Regions from separate parts of the Mus musculus genome. Here all the other regions are linked to region 3. Evidence: chromatin contacts called from public promoter capture Hi-C data. All regions are on one chromosome and are shown on one strand. The core of a region is the stretch at or near the end of the contact, and the rest is flanking DNA. Distances in the headings are between cores, read along the strand shown. Region 1 overlaps Lef1 (lymphoid enhancer binding factor 1). Region 2 overlaps Hadh (hydroxyacyl-Coenzyme A dehydrogenase). Region 3 holds the start of Sec24b (Sec24 related gene family, member B (S. cerevisiae)).

Region 1 (2,700 bases), core at 148-2,647, 1.1 Mb before region 3:
TTATTTATTTTTAACATTTGTTTTCAAAGCCATACAACACTGGCATATGGGTGTTCAGAAGCTTCTTGGAGAGGCAAATCTACCTCAGTCCCTTTGTCCCAGAAGTGAACGGTGACAAAAATCAAGTCGTAGTTGTTTGTAAACTTAATACAAAAGTCAGAGGTGGGAGATCTACTAGACTTCGATCTGTTCACTGGAAACTCAAATGTTTATTCCCTAAAAGAAACATACCAGTCAGCACAATGGAGCTATTCTAAATAACTAAGAGACTGAATAAATAAAAGCCTATTACATTCCGACAGCTATTCCCACTTTAAAAATAACAATTTACAAGGCAGCTAAAACGAGGCCATAGACGTCTTTCCCTCTCCTACCCGCAAGGTCTCTCTGAGGAAGATCATAGAAAACTGGAAAATTCAAGGTTCTCCTGATTCAGAGCTACTGTGGCCCGGGCCCACCAGGCAGCTTCCTGACTCTCCCAGGCCTCAGGAGAGACATGGAAGGCTTCTCTTGTAAGGTGTTAACCATTTGGGCTGCAGGAGGGACAAATGGAAGTTTGACACCCAGGGTGATTAACTACAGGATAATCTTACCCCACGGGGACCTTTCCTATGTTAAAGCAGCTGTGCTCAGAGCTCTTTCCCACCGTGCCAGAACACTGGGCTCCACCACTAAGACTGGGACACAAGGCACTGGGCTTTGGTGTTTGTTGTTGTTGTCTTTATAACTCAGCAATGGCTTTATTTTCAAACATAAGCTTCAGAGGAAGAAAGGTTTGGAAGTATGCTTTTAATAAACTTTCCTGGGGTCCTGGTTCTGAAATATTAGCAGGCTTGCGCATCTCCTCAACCTCTGTGCTTGAAGAACTTACACTGACGCCAAGTAGGTCACCATAGCTGCCTTCTTGTTTATTTGAACTGAAAACTCATATTTAGTTAAGATTCCAGGAGAGACTCGTTCATGAGATACCTGGTATTGATACACTCCCTTAAAGGTTCCAGTTCTAAAAGGAGGTCCCAACTAAAATGTCCTCGCAGAAGGGAAAATGGTGGATGGGCAAAGGCAGTTCTCCTGAGTAGGTACCATGATGTCTGACCTGGCTGAAAACAGGAGCAAGGGCAGATGGTTCTGGGGAGACTTCAGAAGAGGACTCCCTGTGTGTGCCACTTGGCCACAGCTGGAATCTCAGGACAGCAGTTAGTCACAGAAAGGAGAAGGGCCCTGTTGGTGCCTCACCCTCCCACAGATGTTTCTCCCCAGTTCTCACAAGCAGCAGATGCAATAAACCGGAAATTGTTTGTAATGCAAATTCAAGTCACCAGGCTGCTCCTACTTGGGAGACTCAAACACAAATGGTCCACCAGCTCCTGACACCCTCTAAGAAAGTCTACCTTCACTGATGTCAGTGACACAAACAGTCCTGCCAGGGGACAGAAAGAAGGAGGAAGAGAGAAGTGTGGTTAGACCGAAGAAGAGAGGCTGCCTTCCTTCCGGTTAAAGTGTTTTTGATCTCAGAAACATTACAAACAGCTGTTAAATATTAAAAACCAAAGATTGTAACTCACTTCAGTTGGACTCTTTAAAAAAAATTGACATAGCCTTGTGGTTAAAAATGAAAGGCTTCTGGAATTGTGCAAACTGGAGGGTCTCTCAATAAAACATACCTGACACGAATGCATTTTCACATGTACGGGGATTCAGCACAGACAACAGAAGAGAGAGGACAGGTTCTCTGGACAGAGTCTACACCTCGTGACATTTGCTCAGCCCACAAATTGTCCCTAAGCGATGACTGATGACACAGATGTCAACAGTTCAACACATGCATAACAATAAATAATAAATACCTTGCATTCTACTGACATTTCAAAATGGTGCTGAGTTATAAGGTGCATAGGCACGTGTGCATGTGTGTGTGTGCGCGCGCGCACACACACACACACATATATTCGCGCGCGCGCACACACACAAGCACACGCACACCCTAAATATACTAGGCGATCAGGGGAAAAGACTACAGAGACCAAAGCTTAAAGGGGAAATGCTCATTTTTAGTACTTTTTAGGTGCTGTGTATAAATACCAGGAAGATTATGACACTAATTTCCCACATTTCTTCTCTGCCGAGAGACGCATCCGGTCTCCCTGTGGCGTAAACCACCATTCAGTACACACTGTGCTCATGGATAAAACGTAAACGGTTTGGGAAGCGAAGCGATCTTCTGTTACCAGAACTCTAACTTGATTGGAAAAGACTATTTGTTGACCTTTTAGCCTTTCCGTAGAAACCTTCAACTGTTCCTTACCCAGAATGCAGCCCATAAAAACAAACAAACAAACAAAAAAATCTGCACAGCTATTAAAAAAAAATCAGATATATTTCTCTATATGGCTCAACAAGTTCTCTACAAGTTTTAGAACCCAGGAGTGCTTTCAGTGTTTGGGGAGGTGGGGGTTAAACTCTAAACAATAGACTATGATTGCTTTATCAGTTCATCCACAGTTCAGGTAGAAGATCCCTCACACCACACAGGCATTAAATATCATTAAATACTTGAAATGTTTTAAAATAATGGGGGGGGGTTATTCCTTGTAACCAACGTCACAAAAATCTCCAAGATTTGATCCCCATGAGCCCCAGACCAACTGCTTTATGACAGTGAGAAAAGCCATGGTCCCTGCCCGAGTTTAAATATCCACC
Region 2 (2,700 bases), core at 24-2,523, 1.2 Mb before region 3:
GTGGTTGCTGGGATTTTGAACTCAGGACCTTTGGAAGAGCAGTCGGTGCTCTTAACCGCTGAGCCATCTCACCAGCCCCGGGGGAAAGTCTTAAATAAATGCCTGCTGGGGAGTTCAGAGCGGACCAGACAGAAGGCAAAGCGCCTTTGTGCCATTTTGAACACTTTTCTGTTTTCAATTTTATTTGGGTTTAATTGGAACCCGCTTGAGGGCATTCAGTGAACACCAGGCTTCCTGGGAAGGACAGCAGGAAAGGCAGCCATAGCAGGGTCATGGAGGAGTTGCCAGGCTTGTAAAATGGTACATAGGTAACACTGTAGGGTCACACTCTAGGACCGCCTCTTAGTGTTTGACTCTTAGCTTTTGGCAGTTATGATGACTGGCTGGTTCACTGCCGCGTGCTTATGCCCACGTGATGTGTCTATGGCCCATGGCCGACTTGGCCACACTTCCCTTCTTGGTTAGACTGGAATGGAGTAAAGTTACAAGCAAAAGTCATTTTTAGGGAAGCACCGGTGACCCGTGGCTGAAGGAAACACTTGCACATCAGCTTATGGGGCTGTAAACCCTCAGGTGTGTGTCCTGGTGACCTTCTTGTCCCCTGTACAGCACTCTGCTGGTCATGTGCATTTAGCGCTTCAGAAACAGGACAAAGAGGACACCTGGTACTGGGGTTTGTCTCTCAAGTCAGCACAGAGCCTGGGAAGGCCATCAAACCAAGGCCAGTAACAACAACGTGACTTCACTGTTCTCCTGAAGCAGTCTGACCTTGATGCGAGGTCACCTAGTGGCAGTGAGCATCCAACGCCCCCTGGTGTCAGTGGAGGGTAAGGAGAGGATGGGGGAGGGGCAGTCGGGAGGCTAGGCCAGCTCTACCTTACCTGGGGATGGCCCAAAGTTTCCAGCCTGTGACTGAAGGGTCTTGAGGTAGAAGATTTCAAAGACCTTCCCAGTTGGTACCTTGGATTTTTAAAAAGCCCGCCCCAGAGGTTGGATCTGTTAGTGCCTGACCTTAAGCCTCGGATACCTTCGTCCCTTACCTACCTACCCACTTAGTCTACACACACACACCAAAGACGGTCTTCTTCTGTAGTCCAAGGTGACAACCTCCAACCCACAATCCTGCCTCAGCCACCCAGGTACTAGGTGTATATGTGTATTTGGATACTCACAGGCGTCTCTCTTTTCCAAATTACTGATTTCTTTTTGCCCCAGCTGGTTTCTTCCTGCCAGCCCCTGACTTTGGTCAGCAACCCTAGAGAGAATATGGTCAGTAGGGGCCACTGTCCTTGGGTAGTAGGACCAGATCCAACTGTGCTAAAGGGCATCCTACTGGTTTGTAAGTTATCCACAAGGTGGCGCTGTAGGAACGGGATTTGCCTTGGTGCCTTTGGCAGCCTCACTTTATTTCTGGTCTTAGCAGATGAAGTTTTGAGAAGAGAATTGGATTTGGTCTCTGACAGTATGTGATTTGCAAGTTGATAAGTTAAGGTTCTATATGCATAAAATAAGACAAGTGTGTTTTCAGGATAGCCTGTAAAACGGAGGTCTGTGAACATGTGTTTTGTGTGTGTGTGTGTGTGTGTGTGTGTGTGTGTACTCTTCTGTCCCAGGTTGTCTGAGACTAAACTTCCCTTTCGGCCATGTTCAAAGCCTGTGTCTTCATTTCCATTCTTGTCTAATGACCAGGTTAAAGCTCTGCACTAGAGGGGGAACTGTTCTATGCTCCTGGGGGCGCAGCTGTGTTTCTCTGAGGATTGTTTACAGTTTCAAGTGTCTGATCACTTCACTGTGCCACGTCTGGTAGATGTGGGGATTTAAATAGAAAACGCAGTCGCTTGGTTTCAGCCTCTCCTGTTGCTGCACCTTCTGACTGACTTCCTCAGCGGGACATGCGGTGGGGTGGGGAGTGGTGGTAGGTCTGCCTCGGGCACCGGGATGATACGGTGCCGTGATGCTGACAATGGGCTCCCGTGTTTCTTCTCTCCACAGACACACCATCTTTGCCAGCAACACGTCTTCTTTGCAGATCACAAACATAGCCAATGCCACCACCAGACAAGACCGATTTGCTGGCCTCCACTTTTTCAACCCCGTGCCTATGATGAAGCTTGTGGAGGTCAGTGGGCATCTGGTCCTGATGTTGCGTGACACGTAACCGGAACCTGGAAGGTCGATACAAAAAAAAAAGCCCCCTTTGTATATCGGTTGTCACAATTGTCCTCTTCAGGAGAGGAAGAAAGGGCAGCTCTTATCTTGGAAGGCTCCTCTACTTTGTTTTTTGTTTTGTTTTGTTTTGTTTTTTTTATGTGCCTGTGTCAGGGCCAATGACAGTGCTGACAGGGACATCAGACTGGGAGGAACACGAGGTCACTGACATGATGAGAGAGACAGGGGAGACCCATACACCTTCATACCGTCTTGCTGAGGTCAGCTTGCTCCATGCTGGAGATACGCAGGTCTTCTCTGACATGGGGTTCTAGCTCGCCTGTCACTCCTGGTGGGAATTCTGGTCCCATGCAGCAGCCCTTCACTACTGTCTCAGCGAGGCACAGTTCCATGCTGTGATCAGAGCTATTAAAAGCAGCTTCCTGCAGTCTTGAGCCTCCTGACCTCAAAGGCGAGTGGTAGAGAGTAGGGGCCAGGCAGGGCTTGCCGGCCTTCCTGTTTGGATTGCTTCTGCTCTCTTGCTGGGAAGCT
Region 3 (2,700 bases), core at 139-2,638:
ACTTGAGTCTTCGGGGCCATACCTACTCAAACCATCACAGTGGGGAACAGTTTCCCAGGTTTGTTAGGAAGGCTGCCTTTTATCTAACTGCCAGAAACCCTCCTATAGTCCAGGCTGATGTTTGGATTGCCATTTGGAATTTGGGGTACGGAAGTTTCCTTTAGGCCCAACACAACCGACCAACGGAAGTAAATAATTTTGGAGCCATTACATTATGGAGATCTATGGAAGTGTAATATCTCAGTCTGTGTGAGGAATCTTCCCTGAAGAAATAACATATCCATACACCTGATTGAAATCAGCTAACATCAAGAACACATTGCAGAGGCAGAAAGCCAATCGCCTATTCTTCCCTTACTCACATGGTGTCACCCTTAATTTTAGTAAATTCAAAGGACTCCTGGCAAGGGCTTGAACTGTGACCTCCTTGATGAAGTGGGGGTGTGATCTCTAGCTCAGGGAGGCTGAGCTGCTGCGAACAAAGCCACAATACACATGAATACAGAGCATAATGTGGCTGGAAATCTCAGAACTCCAAAGTTTATTTTTAGTGCGGTTCGATAGGGCATCCGTCATTAACTCACGGCAACTATTTAAGGAAGGCTTTGTGTTCTAGAACTACGAACCTTTGAGGTTGGCATAACCTTCCAGTAAATAGGATTCCAGCGCTCCGGAAATGCCATCTTACTAGATCACATTCTGAATCCGAACGTTTTTGAGCAGTTGCACACCCACCACTGTGTGACCGTGACCTAGTTGGGACCAAGATGCCCAAATGACTTGGATAAAGTAGTCTTTACTTGCCAGTCAGCATGCTGAACGGACCAGGGAGATTGCTTCTAAGACTTCACTAAGGTAGTCAAAGCAAGCTGACCTGTCTTCTGGATGCCACAGCTCTCCTAAACACCAACGGGCGGGCGGAGCCAACCCTTGGTGGGTGGGGGGAATATAAAGTTCGTCTTCAAGCTCTCCTAGTATTAGGCATTCATCTTTCTCCTAGCGTTTAAAGCCACTGGTCAAAGTTCTGGCTTTACTGCCACTGTTATGGGGAATCTGTCATAGAGAAATGTTTTCTCTCTGCTTGGGAATTACACATTTTCAATCAACATTTAGCTTGATTGCGCTGTTAATTTGGAATTAAGTTGGAGTGGGGGGGGGTGGCGTTGTACAAGAATAAATAACAAATCCAAAGCCAGGCTTCCTCTTCCGAGGATGGGTACGTGGGTGGGCTGGGACTGGCGTGACCCAGGACTCGGGACCTCAGCCCGCAGCTTTGCACCGCTCTGCAGCACTGCAGGGCGCAGGCTCCATCCGGGTAGCGGCGGCCACCGTGGCCCGCGCCTTTCCCTTCGGCGGCGGCGCCGCAGCCGCAGTCTGGCCTGTGCGGGGAGGTGGTCGCAGCTCCGGCCTGCAGGGGGCGCTGGCGCGGGAGGGCTGGGCCGGGGTCCGCACGCGTGCGGTGGTGGCGCGGCCGAGCGTGGGTGCCCGGGCCGCGGTCGTCGGTGAGAGTGACTCGGCCTGTGACGCGGGCGCGTTCCTTCCTCTTCCTCTTCCTCCGCGGCCCCGCCTTCCTTCCCTCCGCCCATCTCCCGCCGCGGAGGAGCCGCCGCCGCCAGCCGCGCCGTCATGTCGGCCCCCGCCGGGTCCCCTCACCCGGCCGCCGGCGCCCGGATGCCGCCCAAGCTCGGCGGAGCTGTCTCCGGCCTGGCACCGCCGCAGCAGAACGGTGAGGCGGGAGGCCGGGGCGCGGCGTGGGGCCTAGGCAGGCGGAAGGGAGGGAGAGCGGGCGGGCGGGCGGGCGGCCTGCGCGGTGGCTGGGGGCGGGCAGGGCAGGGCCGGACCGGGGAGGCCGCGGTGGGGCCCCGAGGCCGCGGTGGAGCCTGGAGGCCGCGATGCGGCGAGGGGAGCGACCGAAGGGCCGGCAGGGCGGGGCCGCCGGCCGCCTGCCATCCAGGCCTGCCCTCCCGCGCGGACCGAGGCCGGAGTGGAGGGGTCGGCGGCCCGCACGACCGTCTGCTCCGACCTGGGCGCCGGCCGGTTGCCCCGGGCGACCCTTTGGGCCCCGAGAGCTCACAGGACGCCGGGGCCGCAGAGTGCTTGGTCTATGGAGGGCTGGGAGCAACCTTGGTACCTGGTGGATCGCATCCTTCCGGGCCCCAGGAACGTAGCTTTGATTTTTTTTTTTTTAAGGCCCAGCGAGCACGCCGCCTGGAAGGGAACTTAGTTTGCACTCAAGTTTGTAGGCAGAAGGATGTAAATGTGCTGCAGAAGTGTAACTGTAACCCCGACCCACTTCGGCCTCGGATCTGTTGTGGTTTGCCGCTGCGGTTGCTGCTCAAGCCTTTGGAGTTCGCTTGTAGTAGTGTAGTGTTCCCGGGGTAGCAGGTGTCAACTAAGCGAACACCTTTAGAGTCCCCCATCTCCAGCTTCACTTTCAAGTCTAGGAAAACGTGCCAGAGTTGCTTGGCCCTGTTTTGATGCAAGGCCTGCGTAGGGAAACACGACTGTGGCTTTCATACAGAGGTTATAGGCTCCGAGCATGCAGGAGTTATTGCTGAGAAATGATCTTACCCTAGCGTGCCTGGCCCCTGCTCTGGATATCTGGAATGTTCCTAAGTAGGGGAGGGGCCCTCCTTAGAGAGTTGAGTGTGTCTAATGAGACCCTCCCAAAGTAAAGCGAAGAAAATCCCTCTGCCCTGT

What was found. Promoter capture Hi-C pulls out the DNA fragments that hold promoters and counts their contacts.
Region 1: a promoter capture Hi-C map of pre-B cells shows a contact between it and region 3, with 5 times the contacts expected there. The contact joins the enhancer-like site here to the promoter of Sec24b in region 3. A contact is called at or near these places in 3 of 39 promoter capture datasets (hippocampal neurons, liver and pre-B cells) and 2 of 115 datasets of contacts at active chromatin or transcription factors (astrocytes and embryonic forebrain).
Region 2: a promoter capture Hi-C map of liver shows a contact between it and region 3, with 2.5 times the contacts expected there. The contact joins the enhancer-like site here to the promoter of Sec24b in region 3. A contact is called at or near these places in 7 of 39 promoter capture datasets (the 3T3-L1 cell line, 3T3-L1-derived adipocytes, the C10 cell line and 3 more) and 4 of 115 datasets of contacts at active chromatin or transcription factors (astrocytes, embryonic stem cells, forebrain and 1 more).

The regions. Positions count from the first base shown.
Region 1 is chr3:131,116,723-131,119,422 of GRCm38.p6, reverse strand. All of the region lies in intron 3 of Lef1 (lymphoid enhancer binding factor 1), which reads right to left. Among named protein-coding and RNA genes, the nearest start is that of Lef1, 7.8 kb to the right of the region's middle. Within about 2 kb of position 1,397, at least 69 of the 459 cell types and tissues checked have an H3K27ac peak or open chromatin away from gene starts, as enhancers often do. A contact at or near this core is called in pre-B cells, where this site is marked.
Region 2 is chr3:131,244,579-131,247,278 of GRCm38.p6, reverse strand. It overlaps Hadh (hydroxyacyl-Coenzyme A dehydrogenase), which reads left to right. Exons shown (of 8, transcript NM_008212.4): 4 at 1,993-2,119. Among named protein-coding and RNA genes, the nearest start is that of Hadh, 26 kb to the left of the region's middle. Within about 2 kb of position 1,273, at least 48 of the 459 cell types and tissues checked have an H3K27ac peak or open chromatin away from gene starts, as enhancers often do. A contact at or near this core is called in liver, where this site is marked.
Region 3 is chr3:130,059,595-130,062,294 of GRCm38.p6, reverse strand. Sec24b (Sec24 related gene family, member B (S. cerevisiae)) reads left to right here and starts at 1,388. Exons shown (of 24, transcript NM_207209.3): 1 at 1,388-1,726. The coding sequence starts at 1,627.